2 separate regions of the Sus scrofa genome follow, and region 2 is linked to region 1. The links are chromatin contacts, called in public HiChIP or PLAC-seq maps. All regions are on one chromosome and are shown on one strand. The core of a region is the stretch at or near the end of the contact, and the rest is flanking DNA. Distances in the headings are between cores, read along the strand shown.

Region 1 (6,598 bases), core at 1,266-3,765:
CCTGAATCTAGGCCCTCTAGGATCCTGAGAATAATGGTTTCAGTTCACAGGCCTGGAGGTGGGCTATTACCTCCCCCCTTTAGTTTTGTGTTTGCTTAAATGACAGTAGGTGTTTGGTCACTATCACAAAAGCATTTTTCAGGCTTATGACACACTTTTTCTGATTATGAATGTAATTGATGCCACCAATCAATTTTTATTGCATGGACCATCATAGGCCCCACATCCAAGCTGATTCATTTTTAGGTATAAATTCCTGCCTTACCACCTTTTTTGGGGAAATACCAGATACATAGATAGTAAGTGGGGAACCCTTTTAAAGGAACTGTATATTAAATCACTCCTCCATGTACTCCCCATTAAGAATGAGCCTAGGAGTTCAGTCTTGGCTCAGCGGTAACTAAACTGGCTAGTATTCCTGAGGACTCGGGTTCAATCCCTGGCCTTGATCAGTGGGTGAAGGATCTGGCATTGCTGTGAGCTGTGGTGTAGGTTGCAGATGTGGCCTGGATGCGCTCTTGCTGTGGCTGTGGCAGTGGCTATCAACTGTAGCTCCAATTCTGCCCCTAGTCTGGGAACTTCCATATGCTGCAGGTGTGGCCCTAAAGAAATAAAAGACAAAGAAGAAAAAAAAAAAAAAAGAGAGAGAGAGAGAATGAGCCTAGCCTGTCCTTTGAATAAAAGGAAGTCAAAATCCCTAAAAATGAGAAAGAAGAAGGAAACAAGAATTCCCTTCTGCCAAGTTCCACATAGCATGACAAACCTTTCCTTAAAATCTGCCCACTCTCTATCCAACTGTCTAAAACAACTAGGCAGAAAGCTGTGACCCTGAGGCCCAAACTGGCAATGCCATTAGAGGTTTTCTTCTGTCACATCTGGTCACAAACCAGCAGCAACCTCAGGCAGAAAGTCTCAGCAGATGAGCGTTTTTTTGGTCAGGCTTACTGCATTTCACTTCAGGCTTCTTGCATTTCACCGCCCCAAACCAGGAAGTGCTGTTTAAGATGAGCCTAAGACAAAAGTAACCTAGCATCAGAAACAAAATTTGCCAGCCTCCAGAAAAAGGCAGTATAGGGGGTTAAGTTTGGGAATGTTCTTTATTTTGGTTTAGAACCTACAGCTTCCTCCCTGTAAAACATCATTAAACTTTCAAAACTGCACACACACACACACACACACACACACACACACACACCCCTGCCAAGTTAAATCACACACACACGCACCAGTTTGTTTTTGTAATATGCTTTTTGATCCAGAAGGTCCAGGCTTGGGCCATACTTCAGTTGGTAAATTCTTCTCCTATAGCAGAAAAGGTGTCTAATTCTTGAGATTCTTAGGCAGGAGGTTGGAGGCATAGACAGGCCACGCCCGGTCCCGCTCTCACATTGCACAATCTTAAGCCAAGTCTGGGCAAGTCGAAGGAGGAACCCCGAGACCTCCAGCTCCTCCTTTCTTGGGGATCTCAGCCGACCTGGGGTGTTGGGGAGAGGGGGCAACACTGGGTAGAGGTACAGGCTGAGAGTGTTAAGCTGCGGGCGGGAGCCCTGGGCCGCTGCAGCCCAGGCTCAGCCAGTGGCTGGCAGGAAGGGGAGGGCCCAGCCAGGAGAGGGGGAGCCCCCACGCAGGGTTCGGGGCTGGGTCGGAAAAGCTGCCTCACGGGCGCGCCCGCTGGGCCCTCCGCTCCCTCCCTCCCTCCTAGCGTTCCCGCCCCGGGCCTCCCTCTCCCTTCCAGTCTCCGCTGTGCCCTCCCGGAGGCAGCGCTCTCCAAGGCCTTACCATGTCCCAGCCGGGCCAGAAGCCCGCAGCCTCCCCACGTCCCCGGCGAGCTGCTGCGGCCCGCCACACCCAGGAGGTGAGTGGCACTCCTGCCAGAGCCACAGGGCTGGGCGCTGGGAGGACCTCGGCCCCAGGCCCCCGGAGCCATGCGCTACTTCCTTTGGGGTAGCCTGCCAGGGCCAGATGCCCCATGGGCCCCCTCCTGGGCCGGAGAAGGATGCGAGACTCTGTACCAGCCTCTGGGCAGGTGGTTGGAGGTGGCCAGGGGTTGCCGGGCCTCGGCCAAGCGCATAGGGCGTGGCATAAACCAGATTGAAGGTGGCCCACTTGGGGAAAAGTTGGTTGCTGAGACTGGGGTAAAAAGCAGATGAGGATAAAAGGGGAATAAAGTTCATCTGGACCCCCAGAGAGTGGGGGTCTTTTTCGTAAAGTGATAAAAGTCAGGACTGCAGGGCGTGGCTGCCTGGAGAAATAACACTTCTTCCCTAACCGGCCTAGAGCCAAATCGGGGTGGGGCGGGGCGGGGCGGGGCCGGCTCAACCCAGTGGGGGTGGGGCCCTACCTCGGCCCCGCCCAGATGCCTTCCTCCCTGGCAGCAGTGGGGCTTACAGAACTCAGGACCAACCAGGTCCAGGGCTGGAGGAGTGTGAGCCAAACCCCTTCTGCGCTGCATCCCGTGTTCTCGCGTCCTCTCCGGGTTCTACTCTGCGCGACTCAGAGCAAATTGGTTGTCGCCATGGCATTCGCAAGCTGGTGGTACAAGACGGTAAATAGGAGTGATCGTGCCTGGGCAGGACCGGGAAGGGAATGTGCTTTCTGGGCGTGCAGGCCAGTTTATTGTCCAGGGTTTGGTGAGGAAGGGGTGGGGACCAGTTGTGACCTCCTCTCAGACCTTCAGGTTAGGCTCCTGGAGAGGGTGAGACGCACCCTGCTGTGGTATGTGCAAGCTAGCTCAGACGTGCAAGTCGTTGGTGTGAGCAAAAGCACCAGGCTGTGCTCACGCTCCCAAGTTGAATGGAACAGGAATTGTTGCTGGAGGAATTCAGCCCTTGGACACGGATTCCTGAATGAACTCCTACTGGACTCAAGAGAGCTCAGATTTAGTGTTTGTTTTTAAGGCATAAGTAAAGCTCAAAACTTTTAGAGGCTTGTTGGACGTACATTCTCCACTGCAAAGGAGGAGAGGCAGCTGGAATGAGGGCAAGTAGAAAATCCAAAACTCCAAGGAGCAGAAGAAACTGACATCAAGACCGATGTTTAGAATGAGAGAGCAGCCTCTGCTCTGTGTTTTATTACTTTGGATGAGGGACCTAGATGTTTCATTTGTTTAATGCATTGAATGCCTTTCCAGACAATTAGGTGTGATAGCCAGTCAAGCTGGTGCTTGTAAGGCTTTGAATCAGGAAGTGTGACTTAATGTTACAATGCCCCCCCCCCAAAAAATACACAAAAGTTTTGTAAACAGAATAAAAATAGTTATATCCCATTGATATATGGTGAAAAATTTAAAATGAGTCCTCTCAGCATGTGCTAGGATGTTGTTATCAGATACTCTTTAGAGAGAAATCTTGTGTTGGAATCTGTAAACTGTCCCTTTTCAGCCAATGGGTGTTCACTGAGTATCTAATGTATGCCAGACCCAGTACTAGTCTTGAAGTACACAGTGGAAAACCAGACAGAATTCTTGTTCTCACAGGGCAATGGGTCAACCTTTTTGAAACTGTTTCCACATCTATAAAATTGGGGTGGTAATAAGTACCACATAAGAGTTGGTGAAGAGTAGATTCATGAATCAAATTACCATGCTTATATGCCTTTAATGATTGGGAATTCCTGTTTCCCCTAAGATGTTTCTTCATGAATGCTTCCCATTACACTTTCTGGGTTTTTAAAATGTTTCATCTTATTGATGTTCTAAAAGCAAATGTTTGCTTTGCGTCATTATTGTCCTAAGGTTCTTATCAAAAATGCCCAACTTGAATTACCTGCAAATATGGATGGCAGTGGTTCAGGGCTGACATCAGTCTTCTTTCAAATTCATGATTCTTTAAAGGAAATTATGCTGGAATATCTGGATGAAGATTGTTTAAATCTATGCTTTTAACCTTGTTATGTTTAGGCATAGTTTGACATTTTAGCTAAAAACTTCTCTTGTAATATAATTCTGGAACTATTAGAATTTTTTTTTTTTTTTTTTTTTTTTTTTGCTAGTAGGAACCTCCTGAATCAGCAAACTGCCTATGATCAAGCTTTGACTTTGCCCAAACTAGTGCTGTCCAGTAGAAATATAGTGTGAGCCATATATGTAATTTTAAATTTTCTAGTAGTCACATAAACAAAAGCAAAAAGAAACAGGTGAAGTAAATGCTAATAACATTTTATTTAACCCTCTATTTCCCAACCATTGTTATTTCAACAATCAATGTGCAAATCATTGAGATATTATACATCTTCTTTGTCATATTAATTCTTAAAAATCCAGCATGTATTTTATACTTAGAGCTCATCTCAATTCATACTTGATGTATTTCAAGTGAGCAATAGGCATGAGTGGCTAATAGATCGGGTATTGACCAGTATAGTTTTAGACGTGGGTTTCTAACTGGTTTTGCTAGGTGGCTATGAAGGCATGATCAGAGAACATTTTTAGAATTAAATGAAATTTGTGAACCATTTTTCCACAACAAAGTACACACATACACACATAAAAGCCCATCCATAAATCCGCTGAAGATCTATGGAGACAATTTATAACACACACACATACATGATATTTATGTTTTTATATACTATTATATATAAGATTTATGCAATTTATTTACACAAAAATTTTATACAAAAATACAATATATAAAAGATGTATGTATTTATATATATATGTATAATATATATAATAGTTTTGGTAAATCCTATAATTAAAATATCTTTACTGGAACCCTTTAAATACTGACAAAGATTGTGATTGACATAGCTTTCAAAATTTAGGTAGAATAAGGAGTTCCCATTGTGGCTGAGTGGTACCGAATCTGACTAGTATCCATGAGAACACAGGTTCGATCCCTGGCCCCGCTGAGTGGGTTAAGGATCTGGCATTGCTGTGAGCTGCAGTGTAGGTTGCAAACGTGGCTCAGATCCACATTGCTGTGACTGTGGCTACAGCTTTGATTTGACCCTTAGTCTGGGAACTTCCATGTGCTATGGGCGTGTGGCCCTGAAAATTAAAAAAAAAAAAATTAGGCAGAATATGATAAAATAATTAAAAGATGTATCTATGATGTGTTTTGTTTAAGGGACTGCCACCTGTAAAGCCAGTCAGTAAAACATTACAATGTCTATTTCCCCCCACTGCATACCATCAATATATTGATCTTATCTTTTGATGAATTAAGTTGCTTTGGTAAAAATTTTAAAACAAAACTTTACAAAGCTAGATTTGAAGAGCATATGATGAGCTTCACAATGAAGAAGTATGAAGAAGAGTAAATCTGGTTGGCTGACATACAGTAATCACACTGCTGAGTCATAAGCTGACTTTATTAGGCCATGTTAATTAAAGGTGTTTCTTAGTCCAGCGGCAGCGTGATCAAGAAGCCCAGTCATTTGGGAGGCTCCATCATTGTGGCCAGCCCAGAAAGAGTGTCACAAGCCTTCCCTGACAGGACAGACCACTTGGCTGCCGTGACTTTTAGGAGTAAGGAATTGTAGATTCCGTGAGAGGGGTATACGCTTTAAGGTGGAAGGAGAATGGAGGTCAGACATAACTTTCCTCTTTTGTTTGGCAGTTTCTGAATTGGCTTGCTTCCCATTGCAGAGAAGACTTTTAAATTAAGAATAACATCTGATGATATTATTCTTTAATAAGTTTTGACGCTTCCCAGAAAGTTAATTATATTCTACAAGTACTTTTTAAACAATGATGTAGTTTGCTGGGGGTAGAAACAGTGGGTGGCCATTTGAGATTCCAAGGTGAGCAGGTGGGTAATTACTTCTGAGTAGGCTGTCTCAGTGGAGTACAGACCTCTCTAAGCAACCTATCTTTATTCTACTTTTTTCCCTTGAGGGCTTTTATTTTTATTGTGGCAAAATACATATAATATATAATTTACTGTCTTAACCATTTGTAACTGTAAAATTCAGTGACATTAAATATATTCACACTCCTGTGCAACCATCACTATCCTCTATCTCCAGAAATATTTCTTTGTTGCAACACTGAAATTGTATACACATCAAACGATAAGTTCTCATTCAATTTACATACATATGTGTAAATACATAGGACTGTATTTAAGTTCCTGTTTTCCTTATCATTTTTTAATTCTGTTGTAGGAACACTTAACATGAGATCTACTCTTAACAGATTTTTAAGTATACACTGCATATAGGTTCAGTATTGTACAGCAGATTGTAAGGCTTATTCATCTTCCTTGACTGAAACTTAAGGCCCACTGATTGGTAACTAGCCATTGTCCTCTCCTCTCAGTCCCTGGCAACCACCATTCTACTTCCTGTCTCCATGATAATGACTGTTCTAGGAACCTCATATAAGTGGAATTATACAGTATTTGTCTTTTTGTGACTGGCGTATTTCACTTAGCACAGACCCTTAAGATTGATCCACGTTAAAGCATATGTCACAATTTTCTTCCTTTTAAAGCTGAAAAAAATATGCATATAGTCTATCCATTCATCAGTCAATGCACACTTGGGTTGCTTCCACGTTTAGCTATTTTTTAAGGAACCACCTTACTATTTTCCACAGTGGTTGTACCATTTCACCTTCCTCCCCCTTGTGCATGAGGATTCTAATTTCTTCATA
Region 2 (6,598 bases), core at 2,661-5,160, 71 kb after region 1:
TAAAATGAAAGTCAGTCTAGCTCCGGAGGTAATATGTCTAGATCTTTGTGTGTGTTTTTGTCTTTTTAGAGCCTCATCTACGGCATATGGAGGTTCCCAGGCTAGGGGCTGAATCGGAGCTGTAGGTGCCAGCCTACATCACAGCCACAGCAACATAAGATCCAAGCCACGTCTGTGACCTACGCCACAGCTCACAGCAACTCCGGATCCTTAACCCACTGAGCAAGGCCAGGGATCGAACCCGTGTCCTTATGGATACCAGACAGATTTGCTTCCACTGAGCCATGACAGAACTCCAAATCTCCTCTATTTTTTATTCTATTATTGTAATAGACTTATGCCAAATACTCTCTTAATTTATCATGTCTCGTGCTTCAGTAATAGAGGTACATGTGTTCCTCACATAATGGACCCTTGTTATGCCAACACACTTACGGTTTTGTGAAGGAAACAAAGTTCATGGTCAAACAAATGTTTTTAGTTTTAAATTTTGGATCCTTTAAAATAGATTCTTGTTAATGAGTTTCTGTGCATGCTACTATGCTTTTTTTGAGTTTATACAAATGCACTTTATTAAATGATTAACAAGGAAATTAAGCCAGCTGGTATTATAGTGGTTTGAGTCTATCAATAGCTTCTAATCTGTAATTTGTCAATCAATATTTTGCCAATATATATAGGTGGAGGTATAGGTGGGAAAAAATATTGCTCAAGCAGCCTTTGCACAGAGAAAGAATGGGAAGGAAAGGGATCAAAGATTTTTATAAATGGAGATCTTACAGATTTTCAATCACAAAAATAAGAGTAAATCCACACTGCAATCTTTGAGATCTTAGAATTTAAGTACTCAGAAGTTCTTGGAGCTAAGATATATGTTATATATGTGTAGAGTAGATGGAATCAATGAGTAGAATGTGTCCTGGTGCACATTTTAGCCCTGTTTATATGTTACTTATATGTCAGATAAAATAAAATCACACTTGGGGCTGTGCTCTTATATTAGGCCATTCCAGTCAGCAAACAGCTGGAAGGACCGCATTCTCCCAACAAGAAAAGACACAAAAAACAGGTGATGTGGTGCCTTGTGCTGGGGGACATTTCTCTTTACTAATGGTCACTTCAGCTGCTTAGCATGTCCTAGTAATTGCAGTTCACAATCTTTTGTAACCCTCTGACCCATCACGGACTTTCTGGCAGGCTTAGTTACCCACCGTTCACATTCTGGTTTTGGCACTAAAAATAAATTTCACTGTTTCCTGGGTTTCAAGTCTGTCACCATACCATTGTTTTACACCATCATTTAAACCTCTGGTGAGTATTTCATTCATAAAGAGACCAATCATACTAGTGGCTATGAAGGAGGAAGGTTTTTATTTTAGTTTGCTTGTATTACCTATAATGTTCACAGTAATAAATCTTTACATATCTTTAATTCCCATAGAAGTTGCAAATTGCCATCTGAGTAGTAAGAACAGACTACTAATTAGTGTTTATCTAAAGAGTTATAATTCTAAGAAAAGTATAGTAATCTTAACTCATATATAAAGTTTACATTTATAAATACATAAAAATCATCTTTTTAGTTTCCATAGTTGAAAATTTATGGTAAGCTCTTTGAATTATGTCCATTCATCCTTTCTTTCTTTTCTGAATTTAGGCTGTAAAAACAGAACCTGAAAAGAAGTCACAATCAACTAAGGTAAATGATTTAAGTCAACTCATGAGTTATTTGGATTCTTTGCAATAGTAATGAATAACCAGTTTCTCCCACTGGTGCAACTGAATGGTTAAAACATTTTTTTGTTGGCTAATTAAATTAATTTTGGATTACCCTTTTGAACATGTTTATATAGAGTGTATATAAAATAATTAAAACATTAAATCCATAATGTTAAAATGAATGTATAATATTTTATAAATGGAAACAGTATAATTCAGAAGGCATTTTGTTCAAATCTAGGTTTTTGTTATAGCCAAAGTAATTAAAAATAAGCCACAGGAGCAAAGGACGAGGGATAAAGGATAATGAGTATCCAAGTTAATGATGAGACATCAAAAATAAAGGTGTCTATTGAACCCAGCGCCTAAATAACTTCAAGATGAGAGTTTCTCCTAAGAGGCCCTGGGTTTATCTTGGTATTCTTGTTTCCATGGGTGGAACTAGTTATCTATTAATCAGGAGACAGCTCTAACTTTCCCTGGGAATGGCTTTCTTTGCTTTCCTGACACATGGCTGTCTAGACTCGAAGCCAGTCGCAGTCCATGTGGAGATGGGTCCCAGGTTGTCTGCAGGCAGGGCAAATGTTTCTCTTCAGTAAGGTGCCAACATTATTTCTTCAAAGACATTTGAACCATTACTCAGATAAGACCACACGGTTTCCTGTAAGAAAGCCCAAAAGATGATTTGGGCTGAAGTACTGTAAGTGCATGTAACAGTGGTGGTGGGAGGGCAGTGAAGGTGGAAGATGAGGCTTATATAATTGTGTGTAAGGCCTCTTGGTGGCCCCTGAGGATGGTAATTTACATAACCCCCTATAACAGAAGAATTCAGCAGCCAGGTGCAAGGTGTCTTTTTATTCAGTATTTAAATGTTCTTGGTTGCTCAGTCTCAAGAGAATGGGTTTCTGGTGATATGTGTGGTCTCTATTTACAATTCAGAAAAGACTGTATACATTATTTAATTGAGAAAATATGGTGTTCTTCATCTCCTATGAAAAGGGATTTTTTTGAAAATTAATTTTAATTTCTAAAGTAGGATCCACCGTCAACAAACTCACTGGTCAGAGTGATCATTTTACATCTCTGTAAAATTGCAAGGAGGGACTTGCAGTTAGCAAATGACCTGCTTGAATTGTCAAAAACAGCCAATAACTTAGAGATATATACCTATTTGAAAAATTATGCTAGATTAAATACTACGTTTTTTATTATTTTTTCAATAATCATCATTATCAGAGTATTGGTAGGATTGCTCTTGACCAGACAGCATCTGCTTCTCTACTGGACCTTTCCTGAGAGAGGCAGGATGATCTAATGGGGCTTTTGTTTTTGCGTCTGTTTGGAAATGTGAGAACTGTGGACTTCAATGTAATTAAGATTTTATCTTTTGAAATTGACAGCCATCTGTGGTTCATGAGAAAAAAACCCAAGAAGTAAAGCCAAAGGAACACCCAGAGGTAAATGATCACCATTGGGTCTTGATAACATAAGGTGAAGCCTTTTTTTTTTTCCTCCTGTGAAGGATAACATGCTGAACTCTAATCATTTAAGTCCTATGAAGGATGGCGGGCTTTATTTTCCCACTAAAATAGCACCACCCTGTGGCATCATCAGGATTTGCAACGTGCTCATGTGATTTTGTTGAATTTGGAAGGATTTGCATGGTTTCAAATTTTGCACTCAAAGTGAAATTTTGTCACATACATATCTTACTCATTTAAATTTACACAATTCAAAGCTACATAAAACACAATTTTGTGAATACTTTCTACTCCATAGATAAAAGTAGCAGTATTTGCCATGCTGTTAACATGTGGTGTTTGTGTGTGTGTTTTCAGCCAAAAAGCCTACCCACGCACTCAGCAGATGCAGGGAGCAAGCGTGCTCATAAAGAAAAAGCAGTTTCCAGATCTAATGAGCAGCCAACATCAGAGAAATCAACAAAACCAAAGGTAACTAAAGCAGATTGATAGAGAAAAAAACCCTAACATCACCTAGGGAAAAAGATAGAAGTCCTTGCTCTACACTGATATGTGTGGATGAATCCGCAGAGCTTGTGGAGTAATGATTTGGTGCTCTCATTTTGCTGGTGTCGCAGATAGCCTTGTGGAAACTTAGGGCTGAGAAAGGCCCGAGAAAGTCATCGGACGGGTCCGGGGATGTTCCATTGCACAATCCCCATTGCCGAGCAGCACCCAGTTGTGACATGAGGCAGTTGGCCCTGGTGTCACACATCCTGGCAGCTTGGGATTGAGGCTGCCTCCTGGACCTTCTTGTGGGCTATGGGAACTCAGATGCCTTGAATGATCTCTTTACCTGGAAGTCTTTGTGCTTTTAGAGTGTTACAGTAGGAGAGCTCAACTAACATGCCCAAAATCAGAAATAATTCTGTATTTTCAGAGCTAAAGGGCATCAACTATTAGAAGAATAAACAACTATGAGAACTTTTTCTTTTTTTTTTTCTTTGTTTCTTTCTTTTTTTTTTTTTTTTTTTTTTTTTTTTTTTTTTTTGTCTTTTGTCTTTTTAGGGCCGTACCCAAGGCATATGGAGATTCCCAGGCTAGGGGTCAAATCAGAGCTGTAGCTGCTGGCCTGCACCACAGCCACGGCAACATGGGATCCAAGCAGTGTCTGTGACTACACCACAGATCACGGCAACACCGGATCCTTAACCCACTGAGCAAGGCCAGGAATGGAACCTGCATCCTCATGGATGCCAGTCTGATTCGTTTGCGCTGAGCCACAAAGAGAACTCTGAGAAGAACTTTTTCATTGAGAGTTCTTAGAAGACAAGAACTAGACCTGCTTAGCAATCAATATACCTTGTATCAAAGATGGCACATTTGTGGTCCACCAGTTGTAGCTACATGTGTACTTTGAATTACAGCAGTGAAAATGATTTTTAATTAGCCGTCAACAATGAAGGTCAAAATATATCACAGAAAATTAAGTTTGTAGCTTCTCTTGAAAAATGAGAACATCTGACAACAGTGGGTTCCTGTGGCAACAAATGACTAGAGCCTTTACAATCCGGTACGTGCCTACGTGGCCCACCTCCCCTGTGTGTGTTCCCTGCATGGGCTCTGTAAGCTCTTGAGTCCAGCTTGATGGACCAGCCCTGCATCATGTTCAGGAGAAGCTATGACCCTTCTCTGGGAGAGACTGGCTCAGTAGTGACATTTGAAATGTATGATCTTGAAAACAGTCACTCAGAGGTACTTAGTTCTGTCAATCTTTTATCCTTAGGCTAAACCACAGGACCCGACCCCCAGTGATGGAAAGCTTTCTGTTACTGGTGTATCTGCAGCATCTGGCAAACCAGCTGAGACGGTAAGCACCCAGAAAAGATGGAACGTGTACATGGGCCATAATGCTCGTCAGGTCTCTTTTATGAGAAACACGCTCAGTGAAGCCTCATTGTACCTGAGTCTGGCTCTGTCTAACCATTCAGTGCTCTGGTGCTGCCACACCCAAACAGCCCATCATTTGCTAAAACTGAATGCTTCATATGTGAAACTTTATGAAGAGGAGCATGCATCTAAAGGTATAGAGGGAACAAGACACCAAACATTATTTTAAGATTCGTATATTCAGTAGTTACTGAGCACTGCATCGTATAAGGCCTGGTATCAGTACCAACGAAGTTAAAGTGTTAGTTGACGCAGATCCTGCCTTCAAGATTTATGGGTTTGAAATGAAGCACATAAAACCGCCATGAGCATCTGAATAAGCACTACCTTCAGCCTTCAACTTGGGACACTGCTATCTTGAAACTAGTAAGTCAGGTACTGCCATGACACCCACATAAATTGATACAGGAGGTTTTCAGAGGAGCATCTACAAGCCCTCTCAGGACGGAGTATATGTGCCCTGCTGGCCAGTGAGGGGCACCTTTCTGAGATCTTCTGAAGAGCTACTTCAGATTCCAGCCTGAAAAGGGAACACAAGAAATAGTCTATCATTTCTACCCATAGCAACACAGAGTTAGCGGTCAAAGTTAGTAATCAGTTTGGAAGCCATATCACCCTAGAAATGCTAGTACTTATTTCTCTTGAAGCTACAAGTAACTCACTGAAGAACCTTCAGAAGCTGGGAATGAAAACAGGAAAAAAAAAAAAAAAAAAAAAGTAGTGTCTATTTTCCTGCTTCTCAAAATGGAAGCAGTATCTCCTTGCAGACCAGATGCTAAGGAAAGCCACAGGATAAAAGTCTGACCTGACTCCCCGAAACATCAGTTTTTCTCAGATTTTGAAAAAGAAAAGTCACATTATTTTTTACAAAAACGAATGCGGATATCCCATGGCCATGATGGCAAAATTCACATAAACTTTTAAATGGAAATACTCAAATTAAAAAACTTATTTTTGTGCTGTATATTAGATTCCAGATATAGGTGATATCATATGGTATTTGCCTTTCTCATTCTGACTTACTTCACTCAGCATGAGAGTCTCTGGTTCCATCCGTGTTGCTGCAAATGGCACTCTTTTGTTCTTTTTATGGCTGGGTAGTTTTCCATCATGTATATACATACCACATCTTCCTAATTGAATCATCTATCAGTGGACATTTGTGCTGTTTCCATGCCTTGGCTCTTGTGAATAGTGCTGCAATGAAAATGCGGGTGCATGTGTCTTTTTTAAGGAAACTTTTGTCTAGATATATGCCCAAGAGTGGGATTGCTGGGTCATATGGTAGGAGCTTGGGGTTAATAGATGCAGACTATTGCCTTTGGAATGGATAGACAATGAGATTCTGCTGTGTGGTCCTGGGACCTATGTTTAGTCACTTACGAGGGAGCATGATAATGTAAGGAAAAAAATGTATATATTTATGTGTAACTGGGTCACCATGCTGTACAGTAGAAAAAAAAATGTAT

What was found. HiChIP or PLAC-seq counts read pairs in DNA pulled down with a chosen protein or histone mark.
Region 2: an H3K27ac HiChIP or PLAC-seq map of alveolar macrophages shows a contact between it and region 1. The contact joins the enhancer-like site here to the promoter of CAST in region 1. A contact is called at or near these places in 7 of 47 Hi-C or Micro-C datasets (alveolar macrophages, embryonic fibroblasts, liver and 4 more) and 2 of 2 datasets of contacts at active chromatin or transcription factors (alveolar macrophages and skeletal muscle).

The regions. Positions count from the first base shown.
Region 1 is chr2:103,254,138-103,260,735 of Sscrofa11.1, forward strand. It overlaps CAST (calpastatin), which reads left to right and starts at 2,516. Exons shown (of 31, transcript NM_214067.1): 1 at 2,516-2,545. The coding sequence starts at 2,516.
Region 2 is chr2:103,323,696-103,330,293 of Sscrofa11.1, forward strand. CAST (calpastatin) reads left to right here. Exons shown (of 31, transcript NM_214067.1): 5 at 1,004-1,069; 6 at 1,658-1,699; 7 at 3,120-3,176; 8 at 3,558-3,671; 9 at 4,966-5,049. Among named protein-coding and RNA genes, the nearest start is that of CAST, 70 kb to the left of the region's middle. Within about 2 kb of position 3,911, at least 1 of the 83 cell types and tissues checked has an H3K27ac peak or open chromatin away from gene starts, as enhancers often do. A contact at or near this core is called in alveolar macrophages, where this site is marked.